Linked DNA regions of Mus musculus: all the other regions are linked to region 1. A link is a contact called in public HiChIP or PLAC-seq data. All regions are on one chromosome and are shown on one strand. The core of a region is the stretch at or near the end of the contact, and the rest is flanking DNA. Distances in the headings are between cores, read along the strand shown.

Region 1 (6,927 bases), core at 3,182-5,681:
TCAGTATCTAGAAGCCACTTGCTTTCCTTGGCTCTTGACTTGAAAGTCAGAAGCACAGGAGAGGTCCCACCCCCTCCTTTCCCTTCCTTCCTCTCTCTTCCATGTTGCCTTCTCTAATTCTGCATTCCCTTCCTCCTACAAGGACTCTTGTGATGAAATATTCACAACAGCAAAGATTTCTTTTGGCTGTGTGTAACAGCATGCTCACATGTTTGGGGGCCAGCAGGTAGACATCATTGTGGGTGTCTGTGGGAGGGGGAGTCTCCATGCTTACCACAGGCTCCACAGCTTGGCAACATCTGGCAGTACTCACTGCAGGGCTCAGGGATGCTTAGAGACTTGGCATGCTCTGGCCTTTCCTTGCCTTCCCAGCTCTGCTCCTGACATGTAAGATGCTTTGAGGGGTCATTGAGGAGATAACGTGGTGCTTATAGATTCTGTATGTCCTGAGCTGTGGTCCTTTCAAGTGTGTGTGCTGATGTGGCTGTGTTTAAAATAATCAAGTGATCACTTATTTGGCTGGAGGTAGATCAAAGGTGGACCTGAGGAGAGGCTGGGTAACAGTGGTAACAGGGACACTACTGTAGCTGGCTGTGTAAGAGACCACGGCAACATAGTTACACCTCTGATGAGCACTATGATGCCCTCTGTTCCCACTCCCCATACAATGTGTAGTGCATCTGGCTTGTATCCACAATCAAACCATTGTGACAGGATATTGTCATTTATAAAATCCACAAACCAAGATTGTGAAACCTCGGGGGCTGGAGAGACGGTTCAGCGGTTAAGAGCACTGACTGCTCTTCTAAAGATCCCAAGTTCAAATCCCAGCAACTACATGGTGGCTCACAACCATCCCTAATGAGATCTGATGCCTTCTTCTGGTGTGTCTGAAGACAGCTACAGTGTACTTACATATAACAATAAATAAATCTTAAAAAAAAATGGTGGAACCCAGCCTATAATATCTTAAGGAGGTTTGTGGTTTTATGTGGACTCCATTGACAGTCCTCCTAGGCTTGCAGGCTGGCTATGTCTGTAAGGTCTGTGACGTCAGGCCAGCTCTCAGCCATTTTCCCATGCCATTGAAGCATTTGGAGACTGTGGGTTGTTTCCTCCCACCGGCTTTCATCCTGTTCTTTCCTACCACCTAGTTTAGCCAGTCCATTTCCTTAAGAGTAACAGTCAATCACGATGAGCTTGCCTGGTCCCCTGGCAGCCGCATTCTTCAAAGAGCTAAAGCAGCCCTTTGTGTTGGCTTTGTGTCTGGCTCAGCCTGACTGAGTCCAGTCTCTCAGGTCAGCCGTATAAAAAGATGCACAGAAGGAATGAAATCCATGTCACCTCCTTCGGGGCCTGCTGTAAGCCTGAAGCTCTGAGTAAGCTTTCTGCTCCCATCTTGCCTGTCACTTTAGTCTGCTTTCCATCATATCCAGGTTATTTCTTCCCAATGCCACCTGATTCTGATCATATCTTCTTTCCCCCGGAGATTCTTTATGTACACATATGTATATGTGTGTGTGTAAGCATGTGGGTGTATTTGTGTGTGTATCTGCATGTATATAGGCTTGTCTCTGTGTGTATATAGGTATGTGTATGTAGATGTGTGTGTCTCTGTATGTATCTCTATGTGTATGTAGGTATATCTATGTGTCTGTAGGTGTGTCTCTATAAATATATGTGTGTGTATATCTGTCTCTATGTGTAGGTATATGTGTATCTATGTGTGTGTATTGGGGGGGAGTGTCTGCCTGCTTGTCTGCCTGCCTGTCTGTGTGTCTGTCTGTCTGATTGTGTATGTGTGTGTCTGTTTGTCTGTGTAGGTATGGGGGTGCAGAGGACAACCCTGGGTTTGATTCTCCTGGAACTGTTCACCTTATTTTCATTGTCCCTCACTGTCCTGTAGCTTATTAAGTAGGCTGAGCTGGCTGACCAGTGAGCCCCAGGTATTTGCATCTCTCTGCCTTCCAGCACTGGGATCAAAAGTTGTATGGCTGATTTAGACATGGGCTCTAAAGCTCAAGCTCAGGTCCTAACACTTCCTGATAAGCATTTAGCTTTCTGAGCTATCTCCCCAAAGCCCCTGGCTGGGGTTCCTTGATGGTCCTATGTGACCCACAAGATGAACTTGTAGCTCCTTCTGGTGACATTCACCCTGGCCTCTGGGAGCGCAGCAGTGTGCGTGGATGACATATGTCCTCCCTCCTCCCTTGTTGAACACTCATGCCGTCTGCCCTGGAAAGACCCTCTGAATCATTTGCTTGCTTTGCATGCGGTTCTGTTCGGGTGTTGTCAAAGGGAAATCATCACCACTGTAGTAAAAGTAAATTTCCTAGATCGGATTAAGAAACCCTCTGTCTCATCAAAGACACCTATAAAACCTATTTGATTATTTCATGCTAAATGAAGCTCTAGCCCTGACCTCTTTCCAATCATTTCTACCTCATACATCTGATTTTGATTTCATATGTATAAATGATTTTAACAAAAAGACTCAAGGGAGGGCCCACTGGCATGGTTCTGACTAGGACTTGCTATCTGAGCTGGTTTTTCGCATCTGTGTTTACCAACACACTTCTGCATCCCCTCATCTCTCAAGGATTCTGCAGGGAGGTTGGGTTATAAAGTGTTCCAGTTCCTTTATTTCCATGGTCTAGCCCTGGGCCATAATAAAATGTGAGCTGGTATCCAAAGAGACCCATGAGGAATAATGGATAAAGAACTGGCTTCACCACAACGCCTTCCAGTTGCTGTATAGGAACCTGTAATTGAAAGGGCCACTTGCCCTGTCAGACCTAGCAACCCACTACTTAGGGACCGCCATACTGGGAGAGGCCAAACCAAAAGATGCAATGCCTTTAAACACCAGGAGGGGGAAGTGAAGTGTTAGGACCAAAGGCATTTTAATTATTTTTCTCCCACATTAGAGTCAAGAGGAAGCATTTAGGGGTTAACATTTGCTAGGCTACTACAACCATTCTGAAGTCCTGGTGAGTTGGGGTTCTAGCCTATACACCTAGAGGGGGAACTAGGGAGGCTTCTAAACCTGTTAGGTTGGGAAGGATCCATGAAGACAGAAGGGCACACAAAAGACACCCTCTGGCCTTACTGAAAGTTTGCTCTTTTGATTGTGTGAACGAGGGGATTGGGAAAGATTTCCCTAAGAAGAAATTTAGGGGTATCATCTGAATCTCTGACAAGGACCCCTAAGCTTCACAAACTGTCTTCTCCCGTTAGCAGCACTGTTGGTGCCTGAGGCTCAGCAACACATGGAACCTGCAAACTACGTCACAGCAATTCTTGATTCACTTTCTCCTTAAGAGGCTCCAGTCTCTGCCAGGCGATAAAAAAGGCAGTTGTAGCCACTGGACTCACTCAGCAAACCGTATGTCCTTTCCTACAGTACAAAGAGCTGAGCTAGCCGATGCTGAACACGTCAAAAAGAATGCCTGCCAATGGGTTTTCCAGGGCCCTATGGCCGATTGGAGGCAGCTGGAAGCAGCTGGATGACTCAGGATAGGAACCGGCCCAGAACTTGACTAAGTCAGGGCAGAGGAGACCACATCCTGTCTCAGATTTCTGCTTCTCATTAACTGGAGGCTGTGTATTCAGAGCTCTGTAGACATTAATCACATCCCTAAACACCCGGGGGGACCTTTTAACACCGAGGTGGAGTGTGTGTCCCACAAGGTCAACAGAAGTCATTCTCAAAGTCAGTGGTAGAGAAAGAGAGAGAGCTAGCCAGGGTCATACTGCCTGGTGGTTGAGACAAGAGGTGGCCCCAAAGGTTAAGGCTGGGTGTGAGGGGACTATGACGTCACCTTCATCAAGGAGGGCATGAATTGGGTTTCTTCATTTGGTCCCTGATGTCTGTCTGTGTGCATTCTCTCAGAGACCTTTGGGATTGGAAAAGGAATCAAAGGAGAGAGGCTGTGTTTGCAAAATGTTGCTATTTACAGTGCCACTCTCCCTCTTTTATTCTGTATAGGGGCCACATTAAACTTGCTGATGGCTTAAAAAGTAGCTTCGAGTGACAATGTCTCGCTGAGAGAACCCTGGTAGAGCTGCTGCCTTTTAGGAATGGCAATTGAGCTCCACCGTTGGCTGGATTAAGTTCTCCAATCCAGCAGAGAATTCTGCTGCTGGCCTTATGTGATCAAAACCATCAGACGAGGCGGAGGCCTTGCAGAATGTCAAGCAACATCTTCAGGATGGTTTGCACTAAGTTCAGCACTGTGGGAATGAGTGGGGTCACCCAGACCCAGGGGCTGCATTGGCAACAGCCCCTGGGAACGAGCTGTTCAGAATGAATGATTAAACCCAAGTCAGTCATTAACTGGGGCTCCGAAGCGGCTCGGTGAGGCATTTGTAAGGCATCTAACCACAAGCTGCACACGCTGCTGGGACCCTGAGATGGCTGGCTCTGATACAGAGATCAAAAGCACAGGAAGTCATAACTCCTGGTGCTGCTTGTCAAACACGTCAGGCTGGAACCGTCTTCTTCCTGAAAACCTCTTTCTGCTGTGTTCCTGCCCCCACAGGCAAGGAGAACTTAAGGATTCAGGACCCAGCCAGGGAGAACCCTCCCTCACAACCCAAACTGAGCAACCTCATGGGAGGGGCATTTGCTTAGAATAAGGCTATTTGTTCTCTGGGAAGTGAAGTGTAGCCCGATAGACCAGTTAATCATCTACATAAGCAAGTTTCAGATGAACTTAATAAGATAAGCTGAATTAGGTCCCTACAGGGAGCTGGGAAGAGGGTAAAGGTCACCCCAACTTCCCAACTCAAACTTCAAGCCTTTTTTTTTTACTGATCTCCACATCAGGATCTTACTTATTTATGAAGAGTGCTCCCAGGCTCTTAAGACCCCTTTCTCTCTCTCTCTCCTGAGAGTCACCTCTTCAAGAGGGTCCTAGCCATGAAGGTCCCGCCCCAAGGATGCAAGTTGCATGGCTGACTTCTCCCAAAGACAAGTTCCTAAGAGCTGAGAACATACTTCCTTCTGCCTCCTCCAGGGCCTGTTTGAAATCCCTTTCTGCCTCGTTTCTGAGGTTTCTGCTCAAAAGTGTGAGCTGTGGAGGGCCAAGGGAGTAAAGATGACTCTGCTCCCTCCCTTCCAGCGTTGAGTCTTGTTTTTCCATCAGTAGACTTAGTTCATCCCTTCCTAGTAAAGTCTCACCCATTTCTCTCCACTGTCTCAAAACTGTCTCCTCTCTTCTTCCCTAAGCTCCATGGATTTCTGGGAATGCTATGGTGAATTCTTAGCAGCCAAAGACAACAGAAAATTAAGGGGAATGGTGACAGAAAGCCTGCTGAACCCTAGAATGCTGTACGCAAGCGGAGGAGGCTCTTCCTGCTTCGCGCACTGCTCACTGAAGTTCCATGATGCTCTGCGGGAGTGGTGTAGTTAGTTTCAAGTGAACTAGCTAGCCAAGATTAGGCAGACCCCTCTTCGCACCTTAAGGCTAATTTTCAAAGCATGTTGTTGACAGCTCTCAGCCACACTCCATGTGGCACAATACTCTAGTCACAGACTTCACTAGCATCCGCCAGCAACCCGACTCAATGATTCGGGAGAGCCCAAGCCATTTCTGCACAGAAGGACTTTTGAAGGCTGTTTTGCAATGCTATCCATTTCCGCTCTATCGGAGCCGCTTGGCTTCCCGCAAAGCACTGAGAACCATAGTCAGGCAAAGGTCCCTCTCATTGGGAGCACAGGCAGCTGAGCCCTTTCAGAAGCACTTCCAGGCAGGGCTCCTTTGCCGTCAGTAAATATGTGCTCACCGAGGAACGAGCAGTGTGTGTGCGCGTGTGGGTTACGAAGGATGAAGATTATGCAGGGCCAACACACGGCTTGGAAACAGATCAATGGGGCTGTCAGGAAAACTCCATGAAGAAAAGTCAAGCTAAGAAGGAGGTCAGTGATTCTCTTCTCATTCTGGGCCAATAACCTCACAGTGCTCTGCAGACGTGGCTGTCCACAGCATTGTGCATGTATGGATTCACTTCATTCTCCTGTAACCCAGGGATCTGCGTCCACGTGTATGCAAGTGTAATAAGAGATCCCAAGAAGGAATAGCTAGATTATAAAGAATAAATGCCATGATCCTCTGCTGTGTGTGTGTGTGCGTGTGTGTGCATTCTCATGTGTGTAGGTGCATGTCGAGGTTAGAGGACAACCTCCTATATCCTATTGACCTAGTTTTTTGAGACAAGTTCTTTCGATAACCCAAATCTCAACAGCTAAGCTAGCCTGGCTAACCACCCACCTGTCTGTTCCTCTCCAGCACTCAGATTACAAGCATGTGCTCCCGCGCCTGGCCTTTCTGTAGTATGGACTTGGGGGAGCGAGCTCAAGTCCTCCTATTTGCAAAGTAAGCACTTTTCTGACTGGGGCGTCTCCTCAAGTCCATTGGTACAACTTCTCAAAGGGTTCAGCTATGAGGGTCCAACTGTTTATGTCCATCATGTGCATCCTGTCCCACCACGTCTCTGACCTGCTCTCCTTCTCTGTCTTCAAGTTCACCAAGCAGGTCAGCCTTGGGTTCCACGTGTGAAGATCTACCTCAATCCTCACAATAACAGCACAGCTAGGAGCAGGCATGGTGCTTCCCAACCCTTCCTACTGCAAGAGGACCTTTGAGTTTCTTTCTTTCTTTTCTTTCCTTTAAGTTTTGTTTATTCTTGGAGAATTTCATCCAATATATTTTAATCTTATTCTTTTTTCCCCCCTAATTCCTCCAAGATCCTCCCCTACCTCCCAATCCACCCACCTTTATGTTCTTTCTCTCTTAAAAAAAAAAAAAAAAAAGGAGGCAAGGTTCAGGGTTCAGTTTGTGTTGCCTGATGACTCCTGATCACCGGGTCTTCCCTGGAGTATAGTTGATACACTGTACCATTTCATTGAAGAAAGCTGATCTTGCT
Region 2 (6,927 bases), core at 2,094-4,593, 980 kb after region 1:
GGCTGTATTTACTGGAGAGGAGTCAGTAAGAGCCGAATGAATATTTCCGGGGTAGTGTTGATAAGAGAGCTTTATCCAGCACCTACTATGTGCTGGACATGATGAGTGGACCCTGACAGCAGCACTGAAGAAGCCTGTCTTCATGACCAATGAAATTTAATGGGGAAACCATTTCTTGGACACCTACTCTCTATTGGGCACTGCTCCAGGGCCTGAGGATGGGATGGCAGATAAAACAGATGGAATTGTAGCCTTCAGGAACCTTACACCCGAGTTAAGCAAGTAAAGAGTTGTGAGTTAGGTGGGATATGTGGAAAGAAGAAAATTGAGCCAGTGTACTGGTACCCTTTACAACTATAAAACAATAGTCCAAGGCGATGATCCCACGGTTCTAAAGGTCAGAAGTCAAAAGCATGTTGACAGAGCTCTGTCCCTTCTAGAACTTATAAGACAGCTGAGACATCCTTAGAAACTAGTGCTCTTTTTACCCACAAGGAGGTGAGGCACTAGTATTGGTGAACTGGGATGCCACTTTGCACAGGGTATCAGGGAAGGTCTCCTGAGAGGGTGGTTTTACAGTGAATACATACAGGAAACGATGAGGCTGGTGAAGGTTTTGGGGGAAGATGCTCCTGTCACCAGGTGTTCTCAGAGCACATCAAGGAGGTCAGGGTGCCTGGAGAGGATAGGACAGAGTGGAAGCAGAGGTGGTCTAGTGAGAGGGTGAATTGTGTCCCTTGGACACCCATGAACCTCTAAGTTCCATGACCCTCAAACGGGACACATTAAGAGATTGACTCTCTAAAGAGGCATCCAAGTGACGATGAGGTCAACAGGGCTGGCCCTGATCCAACAGGACTGATGTCATTCAATGAAGAGATTAGAGTGTAGACGTAGAGGACACTGGGCAAGGACGCAGGGGTAAAACGCTTGTCTCCGAATTGGGGAGGGGCCCACAGGAGAAGCCAACCTCGCTGACACCTGGATCTTACACTTCTGCTGTTTGAGCTGTGTGGTCTCTGGTGCTCTGACATAGTGGCTAGTGCTCCTGAGAAGAGGGTCGGTCCTGAAGCCCAGAGTTCCGTCTCTTCTGACATGGGTCGTCTCTGCTCTTCTCTGAAGGACATGGACTCTTATGGCCAGGGTTTTGCTCATACAGAGCCACCCTGTGTCACCTGGCCCCTGATACAACCCTGTGTGACTTGGAAGTCAGTTCATGGGCATATAAAACCACCACTACTCTGTCCACTGTTGTTGCTATGAATAATGGAGTCTTGTGTCTTCTAATCAGTCCCTTGGGATTGTGGTAGACCAATTGACAAGCTTAGTAGGATAATGCACACTGGAGATGCAGCTCAGATGAGGAAAGAAGATCAGAATTCAAGGTCAACCTTGGCTAAACAGCAAGTTTGAGAGTAGCCAGAGATATGTAAATCTCAAAATAAAAACAAACACAAGCTGTGGAAATGGAGACTCTACCCAGCTTGTGGTATGCATGCAAGCCAGGAGGGCTGGGGGAGCCAGGGAGGATGGGTGGCGTTGGAGGGAGAGCTGTGACCAGAGGAGAGCCATGGCCTAGAGGCTCACTAGAACTACTTTCTTGAGACTGGTCAATGAGGAAACAGGAAAAGGGAAGATGCCTAGGTTAGGTCTCATTCACTAATCCGAGACTACATAATGAAGCCTCAGCAGGATGACAGAAAGCGAGAAGATTCTGGCTCCGTCCAAAGGCAGAGCTGACATTCTGGGATCTAAGAGAACAAGGGAAGAAAAGACCACACACTGCATTTTCAAATTAGTGAACAAAGGTCTGTACTGCCTCGGACTGGGGTGGGAAGAGGTTCACAGGTATGGGGAAGATGTCTGATTTTTATTTTGTTATTATATTTTTAAAGCAGAGTCTCACCTTGGGTCCACAGCAATCCTCTGGTTTTAGTCTCTTAAGTGCTGAGACTACAGGATGTCCAACAGGAGAAAAGTCATGTTCAATCCAAAAGTTGGATGTGATGAGGAGGGGACAGGTGGATAGGTCTGGGACAGAAAATTTAGTGTCATCAACCTCTATATGATATTCAAAGGCATAAGAGAGGCAAATAAAACAGGTCTAAGGTTGACTCCCAGCATCATCCATATTTAAACCTTAGAGAAGTACAAAGGAACCCCCAAAGAGATTGAGAAGCCAGATGTGAAGCAGGGGAGTCCTGGAACTATTTCACAAAGAGTTGGGGTTTCAAGGTGGAGTAGGGACGAACAGTAGAATGAACCCACATGCCAGCATCTCTATTAGTGTTTCTGCTAAGGACGAAGATAGAGGCAAGGCACAGAACAAGCCAGGGCCTCTGCTGTGTTAGGGACAAGGAAGGCTGAACAGTACACTGGCTTGAGGAACACTGGAACTCGGAAGAGTTCCAAGAACCAAGAGCTAGGCTGCCTGGGGCCCTGGGCTGCCCATTAGCTTGCATTTGAACCAGGTAAAGCCCAGGGCATTTGAATCAGGAATGTGGGCTGTTTATAAAACACCCCTGCATGGTGAGACAGTGCATAGACCCAGGACCTTTACGGCCTCGGACTCGTCCTGGATCCTTGGAAATCTACAACAATCTAATTCATTTGGAGTCGTTGGCATGAGCTCTCAGCTGCAGTGCGGTCTAGCTTCATGGGCTCCTGGACTGGGCTAAAGTGGGGTTAGTGTCGGGCGCTCGGAGGGCTGCGGCGTGGAGGTTACAACTCAGTTGTGCAACATTTTCGTGGAAAAGCCTAGAAGCCCCCGTGGAATTCCGTCTCACCTACCACCCCAGCCTCAGGTTTAGTTTATTGATGAAGCGTTGGACTCCCGTGTATCCCATGGGAAGGGAAGTAACTATCCTGCTGGGTTTAGAAAGGAGGCAGAAAGTTGCCAGACGGGGGGAGGGGACCCCGCGCGTCGCAGAGGTTCCTTAAGCGCTCAACTGGCAAACAAACAAAAGCGCGGGCGGGCGGGCGGGCTCGTGCGCCACCTTCCCCGTACAGAGGCGCGGGGGCTGGCACGGGGCAGTAGGGATAACCGAGAGGGACCAGGGCTCTCAGCTCGCAGATCCGCGGGCTGTAGCGGCATCCGGACGTCCCGCGGGGCCCGCCCAGTGCGCTGCGACGCGATCGCACAGCGCACCCCACGCGCGCGGGCCGGCCGGCGTGATGGACTACAAGTCCCAGCAAGCCCAGAGGCAGCGCGGGGCGGGGTCTGGCGCAATTCCCCGGGATCCGGCGCGCTGGGAAGCGCCGCCGAGGACGCAGCGGCGGCCGGAGGGCGGCGAGCGCAGGCGGGGGCGGGGCCGACGTGGGCCAGAGCCCTGCGTGCCAGGGAGGGGGCTGGCCGGGCAGCGGCGGGCGGCGCTCGGAGCGGTCTCCGCGGCTGGCAAGGCGCCTACAGCTCGGTCCCGGCTTGGCGGACGGCGCAGGGCAGCTGAGGGCCCCGGCCCGCGCGGTAGCGCGGCACTCACAAGCGCGCGGACCCAGCCGCAGCCGTGCGCCCGGAGCAGAGCGGCCACTGCCCGGGGGCCTCGGCCCCGGCGCTCGCAGCGCCGTGCTGCCTGCGCTTTAATGGCTGCTCGGCCGGCCGGCGTGTAGGGGTGCGGGCGGCTGCGGCGCGGGAAGGCGCCCGAGCGAGCCTCCTCCGCGGCCGGCCGCGCTCCATGGCGCCGCGGTCTTCCCGGACGGCCCGCTGACCCGGGACGCTGGTCCCTGCTATGAACTGAGCCCCTCTACTGCTTCATCCTCAGCGTTCTTTTCTTTTTCTTTTTCTTTTTCTTTTCTTTTCTTTCTTTCTTTCTTTCTTTCTTTCTTTCTTTTTTTTTTTTTTTGCGCCTCCTCGGCTCCGTGCTCCCCGGGGGCTGCGGCGCCCCGGGTCTCGGTGGCCCGCGGGGCTCCGGGGCGCGGGGCGGCGACGACGGGGGGCGCGCGGCTTTGGGCGCCGCGCCTGCACCATGAACTACCAGCAGCAGCTGGCCAACTCGGCTGCCATCCGGGCCGAGATCCAGCGCTTCGAGTCGGTCCACCCCAACATCTACTCCATCTACGAGCTGCTGGAGCGCGTGGAGGAGCCGGTGCTGCAGAACCAGATTCGGGAGCACGTCATCGCCATCGAAGGTGAGGGCCAGGCCGCCCGGGGCTTCTGGAAAGCGCGGGGGAGCGGGCGCCCCTGGCGCGGCGGGGTGTGTGCGCGCGTGTGTGCTTGCGTGTGTACACACGCGGCTGCCCGGCGGAGAGAGCACTGCGGTGCCTCTTGTCCCGCAAGGCCGGCCAGTCAGCCAGGGAAGATGGGTTGTCAGCGTTCATTTGATAATGGACAATGGAGTCTCTCCTGTGAGAAAGTGGCACGGTGCTGCTACGTCCGGGGCGGCCCGCAAGCCCCGTCCGGGCCCAGCAGACGCCTGGGGGCAGCTGCTTGGGATGGCGCCACTGGATCCCTGACAGGTTATCAGGCCCGGCCTGAGTGTCTTTCGTGGACGTTGAAGATGTGTTTTGAGAAGCGCTGCTGCTGGGGATGCTGTTCCGGCCAGCTTATTCAGTTGCTTCATGGCTGGCTACCCCCCCCCCCCTCCAGTTCGCGGATACAGGGGAGGTGGCACATGTAGGAAGCCAATGGGACCCAGGCAGTATCATGCCCCAGTGCTGATCGGACTGGCGTTGTACAAACGCTGGCCGTTTTGTACTAAAATCCTGAGGCAAATTATAACCCTTCTTGGGAGGCAGGACACCTTGATACTGTCTTGCTGAAAGGGGCACTTTAATCCGTCGGCTACTTGGGAGCCACCCAAGGGGCGGAAAAGTGGATGATCTTGCTGCCTGTAAGCCTGTGTTTGCACAGAACACTGTTTTGAGCCCCCAGTGTCAGGCAAGGCAGTATCCCTGCAGGGGAGGATGGAGCCGGTGGCTTTGCCCTGGCTTGTGCTCTCTTTGGACTACCCATGGCTCCCGTTTCTCTCCTACTAGGTGCCTGACCTGTTTCCTTGGGTTGTTTCTTCGGGCCTGCCATCATTTACCTGGGGGAGCAGGTGGCATCTAAATGGGTAATGTGTCATAGATCAGCCAGTGGATTAGCAGTCTATCCTCTTGAGTTGCTGTTGGCCAGTGACAGTAAAAGGCCTGCAGGTGGCTTGTCCTAGTGTAATACTGCGCCTGCCAAAGGCTAGTGAGTCCTCTGTTGAGAGCCATGGGAACCTTCCAAGTCTAGCAGGAGTGTGTTCAAAAACAGGTGCAGGTACTGCCCTGGGCTCCTCCCCCGACTCCTCCCCCTGTTGTGAGACGGCCTCTGCCCCTAAGAAAGCTTGGCTCCCGTGTGTTCTGAACTTCTAACCCTGAAGTATTTGGGTTTAAAACTTGGCTGCTTGGATAGAGATGGTGGAGGCTCTGTTGCTGATCCTCTTGGCATTTGGCAGCCTCATGTACTTGAACCACGTCCCAGGCAGGCTGGAAGACTGACTGACTATCCACCGGATATATTGTAGTTCTAGGGGAGGGTCCAAGCAAGCTCCATCCTGATGAGGGACTGGCTCTCAGTGCACCTGGGCCCCCTGAGTGTTCATGGCTGCCTGTGGTGGCTTCAGATGCTTCCAGACCCACTAAGAGGCACAGCTTCTTCTGTGTGTCATGGAGTTTTGTGGTGTTGAGGAGGGCACTGTCTCCCCTCATCATCCTCCCAGTTGATGGTGAGGAGATAGAGCTGATGGGTTCCTCTGAGAGCCGTCTGTGGGTTCCTGTCAGAAGTGCTGAAAGGTTCTCGTGTTTCTCTCAGATGGCTGCTCAGCTTCCTGGCTGCGTATACAGAAGTCTGATGAAACCCTTTGAAAGCTGGTGCCAGGAATGGAATGCACCTGACTGGAGCTTCTTGCTCTAGAGGAGAGAAAGACCTCCAGCTGAGTGTGACTCATTTCCCATTCTTAAAGCTACACTCTAGGGTCTTGTTAGCAAGAGGATGTTCTTTCGTGTTTTTTTTTTTTTTTTTAAAGTTGTTCTTCCGCAATGATCTCTCCTTGATAGCTTGATGCTCACCTTAATAAGACGAGTCCATGTCCCCTTCTCTTTATAACCTTTGTCATTCTCAGTGAAACCTGAGCTAGTGGATGGCTCATGCTGGAGACTCTGATAATGCTATTCTTTCGGCTAGGACTAGAAATGCCTATATTGTGCCAAGTCTGTAGTAAATTCAGTGAGCCCGGAGAAGAAGCGGTGGTATCTGCCTCTGTTCGTTGAGCCCTTACTTATCTACAGCGGTACACTGCACATTTGTGGAGAACTGGAGGACAGATGTTTTGGTATTCACAACGGCCTCACCATATAGAGGAGGAGGTGGAGGTTGGGAGGGGTCATGACCTCTGAACTAAAGGGTCAGTCAGGCCCCGGGTCTCTGTCTTCCCAATGCATCACTGTTTCAGGACCTCACTGTGCCTCTTGTAATTAAATCCTAATTCATGGGTTATAACGGATTGGCCTTTCTGTGTAAGTTTTAAGATACGGGCAGGTCTTTCATCTGCTTCTTCGGTGTTTGGCATAGTGAGAGCGTTGCCAAGTTGTGTAGCATGATGGTCTTGGGTGAGAAGAGGATAAACGGTTCTTACTGAGAACCTCACGCATGCGTGTGTGCTTTGATCATCTCTGCCTCCCAGTCACTTCCCATCTCCCCTCCCAACTTGATGCGCTTCCTCGCTCTCACTGCCATTACAAATACACAGGCCCATTTACTGCTGCTGTGCATACGTGCACTGGTGCAGGATTGTCCACTGGAGCATCCATTGCTCTTTTAGGGGCCACATCCTTGAAGAAAACTGACTCTTCCTCCCCAAAGCAGTCATTAAGTGCCAGATGCTCCTCAGCTAGGGACGAGCCCTTCCTCGTCTGTGCTGGAATTTTGGCAGCCTTGGTCTTGTGAACGCTATCATAGCTGGTATT
Region 3 (6,927 bases), core at 1,897-4,396, 630 kb after region 1:
GTGTCTCTCTGTAGTTTACTGCCTGAATTTGATGGGATGACGGCCACAAACCTTCTTCGCTCGGCACTAAGCTAAGGTCAAGCTCTGAAATTTCATGTCCCCCAGGACCATGAGAGATGAGCAGAGTGACATGACCACCTTTTTGGAAAAGATGGCGCTTTGAGACTCCTGAAAACACATCAATATTGTCCTCTTGGTGTTGGGGTCTGGAGGGGGTTACCCAAAGTTTTTCCACTGCTGGCACTGGTGTTTTTTGAAGCAAATGTCGAGATGTGGGCACCGGACTTTACAGTGACTTGGTCTGCCCCACATTCATTCTTAAGGTTTAACTTTGATGTTGTGACAGCTGATGGACCTTGGCTCCTTAGTCATACCCTTTCTTTCATTGTGCAGAGACCTTGGGTTTCCAGAGAATTAGAGCAGGAGGAATAGACATGAACAATGCCCACTGTTCTGTGTGCTGGGCATCCCAGCATAGTAACCCCCAGCCACCTCTCCCTCCCATTCCCCAGTACTGGGATGGCAGGTGGTTAGTGGGACACCTCTGCGTCAGCCTGGTTTTCTGTGCTCAGGGTCTCTTACCCCCTTTTGACATGAGCTTTCTGACTGTGAAGTCCTATAAGTGCTCTGACAGGGCTTACCCAATACTTCGGAGTCTTTTGACTTCAGAAAGCTGGCCCTTCTCCAACAAGCCAAACAGCTGAACAGACCATAGTACCCGGAATGGTCCTTACCCTTGGTGTCCTTTGGGATTGAGGTCTGTCTTGTTCATGAACATTTCTCCTTACGTTGTCCTAGCCTCTCAGGTGACATACGTTAAGCTGAGTGATGTTTTGCTGATGCCCACGATGCCAAACTCTGCCTCTGTGTTTACAAGGCCCATTTGTTTCCTCGAGTGGCATTTGCTGGGGTGCTTTGGTAGGACAGCTTTCTTTACTTTCCACCTTTCGGTACATCTGGGATTCGTATTTCCATCGAACCAGAGGTGAAGCCCTGTGGGTGTGCGTGACGTAGATGCAGGGACAGGGACACAGAGGTTGGTTTGTGAAGGTATGGGGCACGGATATGGGTCTGCGTGTGTGACAGCTGTTACGTGTAGAGTGGCATTTGAGGTAGGGAGGTGCTCAGAATGGACCCTTCTCCTCCTACGCTGCCCAGAGCAGCTTTCCTATAAATGTGCACAGCCGTACAAGCACCCCAGTTCTTGAAAGTTGACGTGTGGTAGATGGCGTCGGGAACTCAAGCCTTTAGCCCCACCATATCTTACATGGTGTATGGTGATCAACTCTGCCCTTGCTGGTGGTCATTCTGTGGCTGTCTCACTGTGTCACAGAGATACCTGAGGTGTGTCACACCTGCTCCATTGGGCTGGAATCTACCTGGGTTTGGCTGCTGCTCTATAATAACCAGTGGCTGGAGCAGAATAACCAGTGGCTGGAGCAGAGGTAGCCCAGAGATGGTTGCTGTGTCCTTCCAGCAGCGCAGGCCTGGGAGGCCTGCAGTGACGGATCTGCTGCCTAACTGTCTATCTCTACCCCCACCTCTGCAAAGACTTACAACAGAGTCGACTCTCAGAATCTTCTCACACTTGCCCTTTCTGTCTCCTAGGGCATCCCTCTTCTCGAGGATGGAAGGTGGAGTCTTGGAGTTTTTCCTCTGACATCAAGAGGCCAACATCCCCCAGCAGGTAAGCAGGCCCTTAATAAGGTTGATCCCTTTAACCTCTACCCAGTAGGGCAGCATTTGGTGCCTGAGATGCACAGGCCAGTGAATGCATATCAGGGTTAGAGAGGAGGAAGGCTTCCAGCACACAGAGATTCACAGAAGCAAGGGGAAATAACTTTCAGAAGTTTCCGGTGATGTGTCCTTTCACAGGTATCACCAGCACCTCCCTTATTACCCACCCCCCCTTCATCTTCTCCAGTTCAGTGAGCCCTGCCGGCAAAGGTCAGTTGCCTGAGGCTGGCACCTGTGTGTTTCCGGGATGGCCACGTTCCTGTTTATTTTCTGAGAATTCCCATTCATGTCCTATGGACAAACCAGCCCAGCAGCTTGCTGTCTCTGGTGACAGCATGGGGCAGGGCCAGTGGCCTGTCCTGCCTTTGCACAAAGGAGCTGTTATTTTAACATGAGTTTCTCAAGTCCAGTGATGAGCAGTTGGTTCCATTGGCCCTGAGGTTCGAGATCACACACACGCACACACCCTTTCCAGGAGTGTCGGGAGGAAGGGCTGAAGAGGATTAGTGGGTACATGGTGTTGTGTTCTTGGATTTGTTTCTGATCTTTCCCATCTGACTGCTGGTAGGACTGTCACTGTCCCCAGTAAAGTCAGTGGAGGAGGAATTTACACATGACATGGCGGCACCTTGTGTCTTTCTGGCTACTACCTCTGAGTGCAGAGTGCCTGCTCTGGAGGCTGCAAAAGCAATTTGAGGACCAGCTGCTGGGTCATGTCATCTTCCATTCTGGAACATATATGCACTTTCATAAAGCCCACTGCTGGCTACAAGAGTTGTTCAGGCATTTTCTTTAAATCCACGGTGCCCTCTGTGAAGCCAAGAAAGCTCCTTGGTATTTGTTTCTACGTCTCTGCTGATCTTTTTTGTCTTGTCTGTGTTCGAGTCCACATGTGCACTAGGGTAGGGAGAGTGCCTGGGTGTCCTGGGATACCACAAAGTATGCAGGAGCTGTCAGCCCTGGCTGGGGTCAGTGTTCAGGCTCCTGAGGTCTGGGGGTTTAATGCCCAGGAAGTGGCCAGCAGCAGGCCTTTTCCTTATAAGTGCAGTTCCTTGCCCTGTGGATGGTGATGTGTTTGGGTTGTGGAAACAAGCTGAGAGCCATCCACATTCCACACATTCTTTTGGCCTGGCATTGGGGGCTTGGGGGGGGAAGGGCTCTGAATTTACTATGGGTGGCTGTGGCTTGATTCTCTCTGGGTGAACACAGTGGTTTCCAGAGGGTTGTGCAACAGGAAATGGGGCAGGGGGCTGCTTCTGCTCTCCCTCTTCAGCCTTACTGCTCTTGGTTATTCGGGTCGAGGCTGGTTGAGCAGGCCCTATTCTGATCTGTGTTGGAGGAGACTAAAGGGTGCGACTGCTCTTTGGCCCCAGCACTTTCCTGGGTGGTATTTGTGTGGTTTGCTTTTTCTGGCGCTCTGCCAGATGCACAGGGCCAGCGAGATGTTAGGGAAGAGGAAATAGGAGGTGCCCTGGGGTGACTCTGTCATCTCAGGCGAGCCAGTGGGCCTTGGTGTCTCCTACCTGAGAACCCAGTGTGCTGAGGTAGGCAAAGGGTGCTTACCCCGAGATGATATATCTTTGGGTGCAGTTCAGGGACTCCCCGTCAGTCATCACAGCACTCAGAAAGCCCAACACTTGGTGGCTGTGATACATAGTGGTCAGTTCCTGTGATTTTTGTCCCAGGAAAACAACTGTCCCATGTTCTCAGTGTTTATATTCATAGCCTGATTGGCTCAGAGGTCATTGTGATAGAGAGCTGCCCAGCGTTTCGATGCCCAAAGTGCTGCGCTGCCATTTCTGTTGTTTACTTAGAACACCTGCTATATAAGGTGCAAAAGCTTAGCCTGCTCCTGACCCCAGTTGGTTCCAGTTGAAAATCTTTTGCCCTATGACCATGCATATTGCTGCTCAAAGTGATGGGGGCAGTGTTCAAGTCATCTTTGAGGCCAGTGTGACCAGCCCGTGTACCTGTGATAGATAGATAGGGGTCTTGCTTGATAGGTTCGTTAAAAGGCGGGAAAAGTCTTAAGCACCACAGGTAACATTGTAGAAATTGTAGAAACACTGCAAACAGGAGCAGGGAGAGTCAGCAGTTGAAGGAAGGGTTTTATGAGGTTAGAAACACAGGCATGCAGCAGGCACACAGAGAAAAGGCCCTCTGTCTGTAAAGCCGCATGTCTTTATGCCTGCAAAGGGATATCAGTCTCTTTAGGGCTGTGTGTGTGTGTGTGTGTGTGTGTGTGTGTGTGTGTGTGTGTGTGTGTGTCTGTCTGTCTGTCTGTCTGTCTGAAGTTTTCTCTCCCCTAATTTAGGGTTAGTTAGTTTGAAGACAGGTATGATGAATGTTGGTGGGCCCACAACTGTTATGTGACCTGTCCTGACCTAGCCTTGAATTTGCTGAGGTGGACCTTCAGCAGGGAAGGGAGACCAAAGCCTCCAGGACTTTTATTTTAGGCTACCAGGCTTTTGTCTCAAGTCTGGAGTGGGGAGGTGAGGAACCCTCCTCTTGAAATTCGACACCTTTATTACCTAGCCATGCGCTCCCCCTCCCTCTAGTCTGTCTACCAGGGAGTCTGTCTAACTCGTGCTCTCTAACCTGAGACAGTTCAGAGCTCAGCCCAGCAGGTAAGAACAAGCAGGGAGCCTGAGGTCATGGAGAGCCTGAGCTCTCTGTCTGTCCGGTGTGTCCTGTCCTCTCCCACTACGTCATCCCCCTCTACGGTCCACACCAGCTCCACACCAGCGTGTGGCTCAGAGTCCCCTGCAGCTTTGATGATCACCTGCTCCTTTTGAATTTTCTTAGGCCCCAGGGCTCTCTGTGTTCCCTGCCCATTTTACAGATGAGAAAATAGGCCTCTGAGAGGGCCTCATTCCGGCTTAGCTCAGGGGGTTAGTGTGAAATAGAAAAGCCCAGGCCTAGAATTCCACCGGGTTTGTGTGCCCTCCAGGGTACCTTAACTCACTTCTTAGTCTGTACCTGGGAGGCCACAGGAGTCATTGGGCATGTGCCACATCCCTGATCCCATCACGGACCTGTTTGGAGAACCACAAGGAGCCACAGAGTAGAAATTAACAGGTGAAGTTAATATTGGGATGGTAAATGTCTTTAAATGTCAAATATACAATTAAGAAATTAAATGGTCTAAAAGGAGGGTTCTATCAATGTATGGTGGCTTGCCTATCGACTTTTTCTTTAGAAAACCAGTTTATGCATCGTGGAGAGTCACTAACAAATTTTGAGCTTGTGTTATGTACCTTGTATCTTGAATGCCCCTTAGAGCCCCATGTGTTGAAGGCTTGACTATCAGCCTGGGGTACCACTGAGGGGTGATAGGACCCTTAGGAGGTGTGGCATTATGGGACAAAGTCATGGGCTCACTCTTGAGCTGTGGGTTAGGATCAGGACATAGAGCAGGAGATAGTGGCTCCCAGACAGAGTCAAAGTAATTAATGCCCATAGCCCGGCCAGCATGAAACCCTCAGCCGGCTCAGACCATCTCCATCTGACATTCAAGTGCCAAGTCTCTCCCTTGGGTGCCTGTGGGCCTCTCTGGGGGTCAGGTGTGACCTCACAGTTTCTGGCAGGTGATCAAGGAGGCCTGAGGCCAGCAGTGGCTACGGGAGGTTGTTCTTGGTGTCTTCCAAAACCTCTGCCTTGAGACAGCCACAAAATCTGTGCATCTTCAGTCAGTAAAGGACTTCAGCTGAAGGTGGGCAAGATCAGTGGGGGTGGAGTGGGGGACTGGGGTGGGGGGAGACAGGAAAGGAACCTAAGCCTACTTACTGTTTATAAGAGGCCGCCCATGTGACAGCCTTTTCAAGCAGGTGTGCCCTGGGGACAGGGAAGACATTCTAATCATACTTGAGGCTGGGGGGGGGGGCAGCTGTTGGGCTGTAGAGGAAGAAAAATTCCAGTGTTGTTTATATTAAGGGCCTTAGAATGTCTTGATGAAATATACTTGGACATGGGAGACCCTTCCAGTCCATTGAGAGACACTTCATTCCCAGGCCCTGTGCCCAGAGTTCCCTGTCTGCTCAGTGTTTAGAGCAGATGGAGCAGACTGGCTCTTAGGAGCAGCACATGAATGGGATGGGGTGCACAGCTCACCTGGGAGCCACGGGGTGGGCGATGAGACCCAGGACCCCTTCAGACTATCCAGTGTGAACCTCCGTGCCGCATTGACTATGACCTACATCCTCCAGCGTACTCCACTGCAGCCCTGTGTGACTCCCAGTACCCCACACAGGGCAAATGCTTGCCCGTTTTGTTTTGGTTTTTTTTTTTTTAAGATTTGTTTCACTTTTACGTATGTTTGGATATGTACAAGCCTGAGTACAGAAAGGTGCCCTTGGATTACAGAAGAGGGTGTTGGGTCCCCCATGGAGCTGAAGCTACAAGAGATTATGAGCTGCCTAGCCTGTGTGTTGGGAACTAAGCTTGGGTCTAATGGGTTCCTATGCGCTGTCTAGCCCCTGACATAATTTTCATTGACATTCTCATTCTCTGAGAACGCCATGTGTGTCTGCAGTGTATGGATTCCTGGATGAAGGAGCTCTAGTAAGGAGACTGGATTGTATTTATTTGTTTAGATAAGGCCTCAGATAGTCCAGGTTAGCTCTGATTGGCTATGTAGCCAAGGATGACTTTGGGCTCCTGATTCTCATCACTTCCTCTCCAGAGTGCTGGGTTTACAGGCATGGTCACCATGACTGTTATGCAGAACTAGAGACTGATGATTGAAACCAAAGCTTTGTGCATGCTGGGCAAATACTCTCCCACCAGAGCTACATATTTAGCCCTGTATTTCATTCTTGAATTATTACAATTATCTATGCAAAGAATGTATAGCTACTCTTCTCAAAGTTAGGTATGATGGCCCATACCCGGTAATCTCAGCCCTTGGTAGACAGAGGCAGGAGGATCTCTGCAAGTTCAGGCCAGGTAGGGTACCTATATGCACACATAGTAATACTCTCTCAAAAACAAAACAAACAATTGTCCTCGTAAGTGCAGGCAATTTTTCTTTGATTCAAGCTACAATGGAATTTGCATAAATTAGTGTGGATTTGCATAGATTAGTTTAATATTTGCATAGACTAGTTTCCTTGGACATTCCTTTCCCCATCAGTAAACAGGAATCCAGAGTCTTGTGGACTACAAGGGAATCAAATGTGTGCTCAGACTTGA
Region 4 (6,927 bases), core at 3,189-5,688, 600 kb after region 1:
AAATCAGATCAGCTTCCTGGAAGAGGCAGAGACAAATTGAGTTACCTAGAAAGGACATTCTCCAACCTGTTGAACTGCCTGAAGGCTATGCAGTGTGCTTCCAATTCCCAGCTCTTGTGAGCTGTCACCCATGCTCTGGTGACTCGGCTGTCTTGAGTCATTTTAGCTTCGGTAATTAAGCCCAATAAAACTCATTGGTTCACCAGCTTGGATTTTCGGTGTTGGCATTCGTACTTTGGTCTATCGAGGGCTCCCTTCTGGGGTGAATAGACGTGTATATTGTCTCCCCAGGACAAGCCTTTTCACACAGCATCACTCCTATGACACTTTCTGTATCGTTGGAATCTTCCTGTATGCACTTCAGGGAGTCTTGTTGACAGGAAAGCTGGCCGACTTCTGCTTGCTCTTCCACCTCGATAGGTTGATGCATGCTTGAGGCAGGATTTGAACTTGGACCAATGCATTCCAGAGCCTCTCCACCCCCATTCCTCCTCACAGAGTGCTGAAATGAAAGAAGCAAATAACTCCCAGTCATGCATTTGGGGAGTGTTAAGAAACAGGCATGGAAATAGCTGAAAGCCGTCTTTCTTAGGTTATTATAAACTCGCTCACACTCTGAAGGTGATGAAGTCTTTTTGGCCTCATGGAAGACAGCCAGTGTGCACCTCCTGCAGCGGGTGTCTTCATTGCTACCTGTCTGCAGGGCAGAGCTTGATGTATCTGGAAGATCTGAGGTTCTGCATCTGCAATAAGGCTAGCGGAATTGACTCAGAAGCCTGCCCCTGAACCACCGAGTGAGGTGTTCTGGCCTGATGACGTCACATGAGTTAAGATTATAGGAAGGCTGTTAAGTAAACGTAAGATAAGGACTCCACCTTCCTCTTTACAGCCAAATAAGTGACACACTAACAGGATTATTCTTATCTACTCAATGGAGGCCTGTCCCAGGAGAACTTTGTGGATGGAGGCCTGTTAGCGCAACTCTTCTGAGCTAACAACAACAACAAACCCCAAATCCTTTCTTTCAGAGAATTTTATAGATCCAAATTCTTTTCAGTCTTTTCCTGGCCACCATGAAGATCCCAGAACCTGACTGAAATCCGAGGGCCTGTTTACCCAGCCTCTGGTGTAGGAGGCCAGGTGCCAGGTGTGTGCTGGGAACCTGCTCCAGGGGAGAAACAAAGAGCCCGGGTGGCAGCCTTTGCCAATTGCTGTGGTGTAAACACTCCCACCCAGGCTGATTTTAAGCTCCCAGCGTGGGCTGGCAAAATTCCTACACGTTTAACCATATGCGGGGGCCAGCAAAAAAAAGTTTCAGATCATCTTGCATGTGCTGAGCCCCTCCACCAAACCCTTCAGTGATGTAACAGATATAATTGCCTAGCTTAGGCAGGGTCTTCCTGCGTGCAGATGTTGCAGAGGTTTTCGGTGGGGGTGGGGGGAACGACACTGTGCAACCTAATTTGACCAGCAAGAGAGCTTCAAAACTCAGACAAATCACTAGGGACTTTTAAAATGTGCTTTCTATTCCTACTTGGGCCTCTAGGTCTATAGCGGTGTGTGTGTCTGTGTCTGTGTGTGTGTGTGTGTGGTGTGTGTGGTATGTGTGTGTGTGTTGGTGTGTGTGTGTTGGTGTGTGTGTGTTGGTGTGTGTGTGTTGGTGTGTGTGTGTTGGTGTGTATGTGGTGTGTGTGTGTGTGTGTGTGTGTGTGTGGCACCGATGGAGGTCAGATCAATCTGTCACACTAAGGAGCTACCCACTGTTTAATTTTGCCTGCCTGTATGACTGTGCACCACATGAGTGTCTGGTTCCCGAGAAAGTCACAAGAGGGTATCTGATCCTCTGAGACTGGCATTACAGGTGACACCATCTTGTGGGGGCTAAGACCTGAACCCAGGTCCTCTGCAAGAGAGACAAGTGCTTTTAACCATCTCTCCAATTCTCCTCTACCTTGCTTTTGAAAACAAGGTCTCCCACTGGCCTCAGATTCACCAAGTTACCTGGTTGGCCAGTGAGCCCCTAGTCCTGGGGTTGCAAGCATGTGCTACCATGCCAGCTTCTTGAAGTGCGCGGTGGGGGATTGAATTCAGGTCCTCCTGTTTTACAAGGTAAGCACTTTACCTACTGAACTGTCCTCCCAGCTCATCTATAACTTTCAAAAGTTCCCAGATGATGCTCACATGAACCCAGGCTTCAGTATCACTGGTGTGTGTGTGTGTGTGTGTGTGTGTGTGATGTTTTCCCTGGTGCAGAAGATTATTCAAGGAAGTGCTGTGTGTTTGGGAGGAACAGGCAGAGGCCAGTTTCCCCAGCTGCCTTCTGGAGTCTTGTGTGGCCTTTTTATCACAGGGTAATGGTAGGTCCTTCCTTGCTGGGTTTTGGTTGCTTCTGGTTTGGAAGAAAACTGGCTAGAAGGGATTTGGTCCTCAGGTGTGTGTGATGAGGTGATCTTGCAGGTTAAAGCAGGGGTAAGGAGGTCCAGCAGCCTTCCTGGGGACCATCCAGGTAAAGGAGGAAAAAGGTCCAGGGCTCTGTCAAGGGTCTTTTTGAAATCATTGGGCTTAGCACACAGATAATGGGTGCTTAGATTTACTCCACCATGATGAGCAGTAAAGTAATTTTAAAGCCTAGGCATGCTCTTTAACAGCATTAGGTACACCGGAGAGAAATGCCCTTCCACTGTTAGCCATGCTTAGCAAGACATCGTCAGCCCCAGCCAGCTATGGTTAGCAGGTCTGGTAGGGAGGAGACATTGGATCCCCTCGGTGTAGTATGTATAGTATTGGAGGAGACATCAGGTCACAGGCAGGAGAAGAGAAGAAACACAGGAGAAAGGGGACAGGCCTGGGCTCTTCTCTGCTTTGTCGGCTCTGGAGACTCACTGTGAAGCTGCCACCTTGGGTCACCCGTGAAGGTGGGCCGGAAGGCTAAGGGTGTGCCGATGCCGAAGCAGGTGGCATCGGGTGCTGTGTTACAGTAAAGAGAACTGAGAGTCCTAGGATGAAGGCCTGGAGGCTTGCGGGTTAGTTCTGAAGGAGCTGTGCTGTTAAGACAAAGGAGAAGAGTTTCGAGTAGTAACAGAAGCAGATCCATCACTTGAGGGTAAGTAGATAGACAGGATGGCAGGAGCTAGGGTAGGGCCGAGATGCTCTCAGATATTCAGGGGCTGACATCACATGGGCAGTAGGATTGAAGGTCCAGGGAAGGAGGGAGAGACATTCTTCAGGTCTAGCAGCCTAAGAACAACCTGCAAATACCTGCCCAGGTGTTAATATCTGCAGCTCTTGCACAGCCTTTGTGAGGGCTGGTGGCGGGCTTTTGTTCTAAAGACATGGCTCATGATGTACCTTCATCCCCAGGGTCCATCAGGTCTCCCCAAACAGAGCCCCCCCTGGTCTCCCAAGGTCAAGAGCTGACCCGTACCATTTATCTGTCTATCCAGTGTCCTTTTGCCTTTACCTCTGTGTGTGTGGTGGTGGTGGGGGGGGGAGTTAGTCTACCTGTGTGTGTGTGGGGGGGGGGTTAAACATGCCTATGTGTGGGTGCATGTGTATCTCTGTGCAGGTGCATGTGTGTACATGTGTATGTGGAAGCCAGAGGACAGCCATGGCCATCAGTCCTTTACTTTATGAGACATTCTCTCTGACCTGGAATTCGGCAGTAAGCTCCAGGGGTCGGTTGGTCAGTCTGTCTGTCTGTCTGTCTGTATGTCTTTGAGTCCCCAGTACTGTGATTATGAGTGTGTGCTGTCACACTCTGCTTTTGCTTTTATTAGGTTCTGGAGATTGAACTTAGTCCCTTTACTGGCTGACCTCCTCCCCTGTTCTTTATATCTCATAATCTATGCATCTTCTAGGCACAACGGGGTGCACTGGCCGAGTGAAACGCAGTGGTGACTCTGTCTGACAAGCCTAACTTTCTCTTTTAAGGTATCTTGGCACTCTAAAAACTTAGCATATATGACCAGAGTAATTCCTGGCTTATTTTATGAATAATAATAAGCTTACTTAAAATGCTGTCAGGTAACCATCACAGAGTTGTATACAATTGAATTTTTAATTCAGGCAGATATACCCTGCCTTTGTCTATCAGTCTTATGTTATTGCTTTTTGTAAAGGGGCTTGAACGTTCAATAGCTTTAGGATACAAAGTTGTCTGTGGAATATGCTAAAAAATTCAAATGCATTTAAGTGTTTGAAATTCACCAAGGACTATGGCTCTGACAGACAGCATTGTCAGAAGTTTGCATGTAGTCCATGCATGTATGGAAAATCGGGGTACTACCAGAAAACAATTCACCTATGAACTACTAATGCATCGTGCTGGTCCACAGCAGCCTGTGTTCTGTGCAGCCCAGTGGCACTAAAGGGGTGAGCAGAGCATAGCCACATGGTCCTGGCTGCTACAGTTTATTCTCAGCCAGACATCCTATCACAAAACTTGTGTTTCATTTCAGAAATATGTTCCTAAAGCCTTTCAAAGAGCAGTTCTATTCCTGGCAGGTACTGGGAAACCTTTGAATAGCTCACCTTTTAAGGGTTGGGGCCAGGAAATGGCATTTGAATTTGGTACCTCTCCAAGACCATAGTGGAGATAAGACATCAGGATCCATCGTTATTCCTGTGCGCACCACCACACCGAGTTTGGCTTATGTTTTTATCAGAATTAGGAGAGAGTCAAAGGACTTGTCATTGTTTGGACACACACACACACACACACACACACACACACACACGCTCACACACGCTCACACACACACATACACATGATACCCACTTGAAACAACTGTGATTTTTAACATAAGAGTTTCTTCTGTGGTTTCAGATTCTTTCTGACTTTATCGGACTTTCCCCTCTGTCGTGCATTGCGACATGTCTGTAAGTAGCTGTTTCTTTGTGGTCTGTCAAATCTGAAATGGGCTAGTTTGCATAACCAAAGTCATCCAGGAAGATCCTGGCTGGGAATTAAGTAAATGAAAGCCTATTGGGGGTTCTCCTAGCGCGCTGCATTTGTACCAGGCCGTCGTGGCAAACAATAGCTGAAAGAGACTTTGGTGAGCTAGAATTTGAGAAGTTCCTTTCCCCAGAGGCCTCTACAGTGGCCTTTGGCTGGGCCAGTTTCGAGTCCCAGTGCAGAAGAACCTGGGCTTCCCCGGTCTTTCCTTTTGAAGTTGGGTCTGTAAGTGTTGACCTCAGGGCGGACCTCTTGCTATTGGGATTTTCAAAGGATATCATGAGAAGTGTCCACACCCTGTCCCAGGTAGATTTGGGATTCATCCTGACTTAGGGCCTCTTGTGAGTCTTGTGTGCACACTTCTGTTCTTAAATATTGAGTAAATGGAGCATTTTGTGGTCAGGGCAGTGACCTGATGGAGGTGTGACCTGGTCAGGATGTCTTCTCATCAGAACAGAGTACTGGGTTTTGGTTCTTTGGACCTTCCAGCTGACCTTTAAAGAGCAAGTGTGTTTACCTTGCCCTTTGTTCAAGGTCCTGGGAGGAGGAGGAGGAAGAGGAGGAGCCCCGTAGAGGGAGAGGAGGGGGGTAAGGTAGAGGAAGAAGAGAGATGAGATACTGCAGTTTGTGCTCCAGGACCCAGACGTAGGTTGGTCTGCTCTGCCTGAAGCAGAGAGAGACTCTAGGAAGGGAGGAAGCAGCTTGCTAGAGGATCCTGTGCCTTGCTTGGCTGGGGCTTGGGGAAGCATGGTTGCTGCACTGTGAGTACTTTATAGATGCAGGAGTTGTCCACAAAACAGATGCTTTTTCCTTTTCTAAAAATTATCACTGTTCCCCCCCCCCCCCCCAACCAAAATCTGTTTCTGCATTGAATTTGCATTATTACTCAATAACTAAATGTTCCTTTTAGAACACAGGAGAGTGTTAAAGGGGAGGAAGTTCACAGCAGTAGTCTCCACACAGATGACGGAGCCATTCACATTTTTATGTGAGATTTGAGGGTACTACGGCATGGTGCTTCTGGCTACAGGGATCTGTTTTGGACAAATACTTTTTTTTTTAAGGTGCTTGTCTGAAGTCGATGTTTTCAGGTTGATAAATAGGATCTGCATTCCTGCTTTTGACTCTAGGTTCGTGTTGAGGTTCATCATGCACATTTTATATTTATTGAGACGGGGGGGGGGGGGGTCTCAGTATGTAACCCTGGCTATCCTAAAATTCGCTGAAGAGACCACGATGGTCTTGAACTCGTGGGAGATTCTCTTGCCTCTTTCTCCAGAGTGAGGGGGGGCTGGTAGTAAAGGCATACTTAACCGTGTAACCACACAGTTCATAGTTGCTCTGATCATAAGCTACATTCAGGGAATATCTCATAAACATAAGCATCGTTCAGTACAAGCTTCCCTTAGAATGAGTCAAAATCTATAAAGCCCTTTTCACCGTGATTGACTATTGGCGACTCTCATCCTGTACAGTAAAGCCCCTCCCGAGGCGATGCTGCTGGGGGCAGGTTCTGTTTGCTCTAAAAGCAGTCCCCCTTGCCCACCTCTCCTCGGGGCTGGTTCCCTAAGGTGCACTACTCTTGGAAGTTGTGTTTCTCTTGGGACCCTCGGGTAGGGTGAGGGGCTGCACCTAGGAAGGGGACAGGTGGTGACTTTCATGTCTTCAGGTTTGAGAGCCAAGGTCTTGAGCTCTCCAGGTCGCCTAGGAGAGACTTAGGGGCTCTCTATCAGAAAGACTGCACTCTGCCTGTGATTTAGCACAGGGAAAGGCGCCGACCTGACTTTGGGAACCTCTGTGTTCATTGAGAGAAATCCTGATCCCGGCTGCTGACTGCCCCAGGTCACAGTTCTCTCTCCAGACTGCAGTTCAGTGTCACAGGACTTCTTCAGTCTGGCAAGAGAGAAAAACCAATTTATGGGTGGAATATTTTTTTGGCCTGTCTCCTGAGAGTGGTTTTGGCATTGGCTGTG

The links. HiChIP or PLAC-seq counts read pairs in DNA pulled down with a chosen protein or histone mark.
Region 2: an H3K27ac HiChIP or PLAC-seq map of embryonic fibroblasts shows a contact between it and region 1, with 8 times the contacts expected there. The contact joins the promoter of Agap1 here to the enhancer-like site in region 1. A contact is called at or near these places in 1 of 484 Hi-C or Micro-C datasets (embryonic stem cells), 5 of 115 datasets of contacts at active chromatin or transcription factors (the NIH/3T3 cell line, embryonic fibroblasts, embryonic stem cells and 2 more) and 1 of 9 other capture datasets (embryonic stem cells).
Region 3: a FOXA1 HiChIP or PLAC-seq map of pancreatic cancer cells shows a contact between it and region 1. The contact joins two enhancer-like sites. A contact is called at or near these places in 5 of 115 datasets of contacts at active chromatin or transcription factors (embryonic fibroblasts, embryonic stem cells, extraembryonic endoderm stem cells and 1 more).
Region 4: a contact with region 1 is called in an H3K27ac HiChIP or PLAC-seq map of thymic regulatory T cells, with 13 times the contacts expected there. The contact joins two enhancer-like sites. A contact is called at or near these places in 6 of 39 promoter capture datasets (cranial neural crest, embryonic stem cells, hippocampal neurons and 2 more), 2 of 484 Hi-C or Micro-C datasets (Th1 cells and nephron progenitors), 11 of 115 datasets of contacts at active chromatin or transcription factors (the NIH/3T3 cell line, differentiating embryonic stem cells, embryonic forebrain and 5 more) and 2 of 9 other capture datasets (adipose tissue and embryonic stem cells).

The regions. Positions count from the first base shown.
Region 1 is chr1:88,471,225-88,478,151 of GRCm38.p6, forward strand. All of the region lies in intron 2 of Gm28888 (a long non-coding RNA gene), which reads left to right. Among named protein-coding and RNA genes, the nearest start is that of Gm29538, 12 kb to the left of the region's middle. Within about 2 kb of position 4,432, at least 105 of the 459 cell types and tissues checked have an H3K27ac peak or open chromatin away from gene starts, as enhancers often do. A contact at or near this core is called in the NIH/3T3 cell line, Th1 cells, embryonic fibroblasts and 3 more, where this site is marked.
Region 2 is chr1:89,451,468-89,458,394 of GRCm38.p6, forward strand. Agap1 (ArfGAP with GTPase domain, ankyrin repeat and PH domain 1) reads left to right here and starts at 3,344. Exons shown (of 18, transcript NM_178119.3): 1 at 3,344-4,125. The coding sequence starts at 3,963.
Region 3 is chr1:89,105,650-89,112,576 of GRCm38.p6, forward strand. Sh3bp4 (SH3-domain binding protein 4) reads left to right here. Exons shown (of 6, transcript NM_133816.3): 2 at 1,609-1,687. Among named protein-coding and RNA genes, the nearest start is that of Gm34331, 5.6 kb to the left of the region's middle. Within about 2 kb of position 3,147, at least 148 of the 459 cell types and tissues checked have an H3K27ac peak or open chromatin away from gene starts, as enhancers often do. A contact at or near this core is called in embryonic fibroblasts and pancreatic cancer cells, where this site is marked.
Region 4 is chr1:89,074,058-89,080,984 of GRCm38.p6, forward strand. The region is part of intron 1 of Sh3bp4 (SH3-domain binding protein 4); the gene reads left to right. Among named protein-coding and RNA genes, the nearest start is that of Sh3bp4, 7.1 kb to the left of the region's middle. Within about 2 kb of position 4,439, at least 30 of the 459 cell types and tissues checked have an H3K27ac peak or open chromatin away from gene starts, as enhancers often do. A contact at or near this core is called in Th1 cells, pancreatic cancer cells and thymic regulatory T cells, where this site is marked.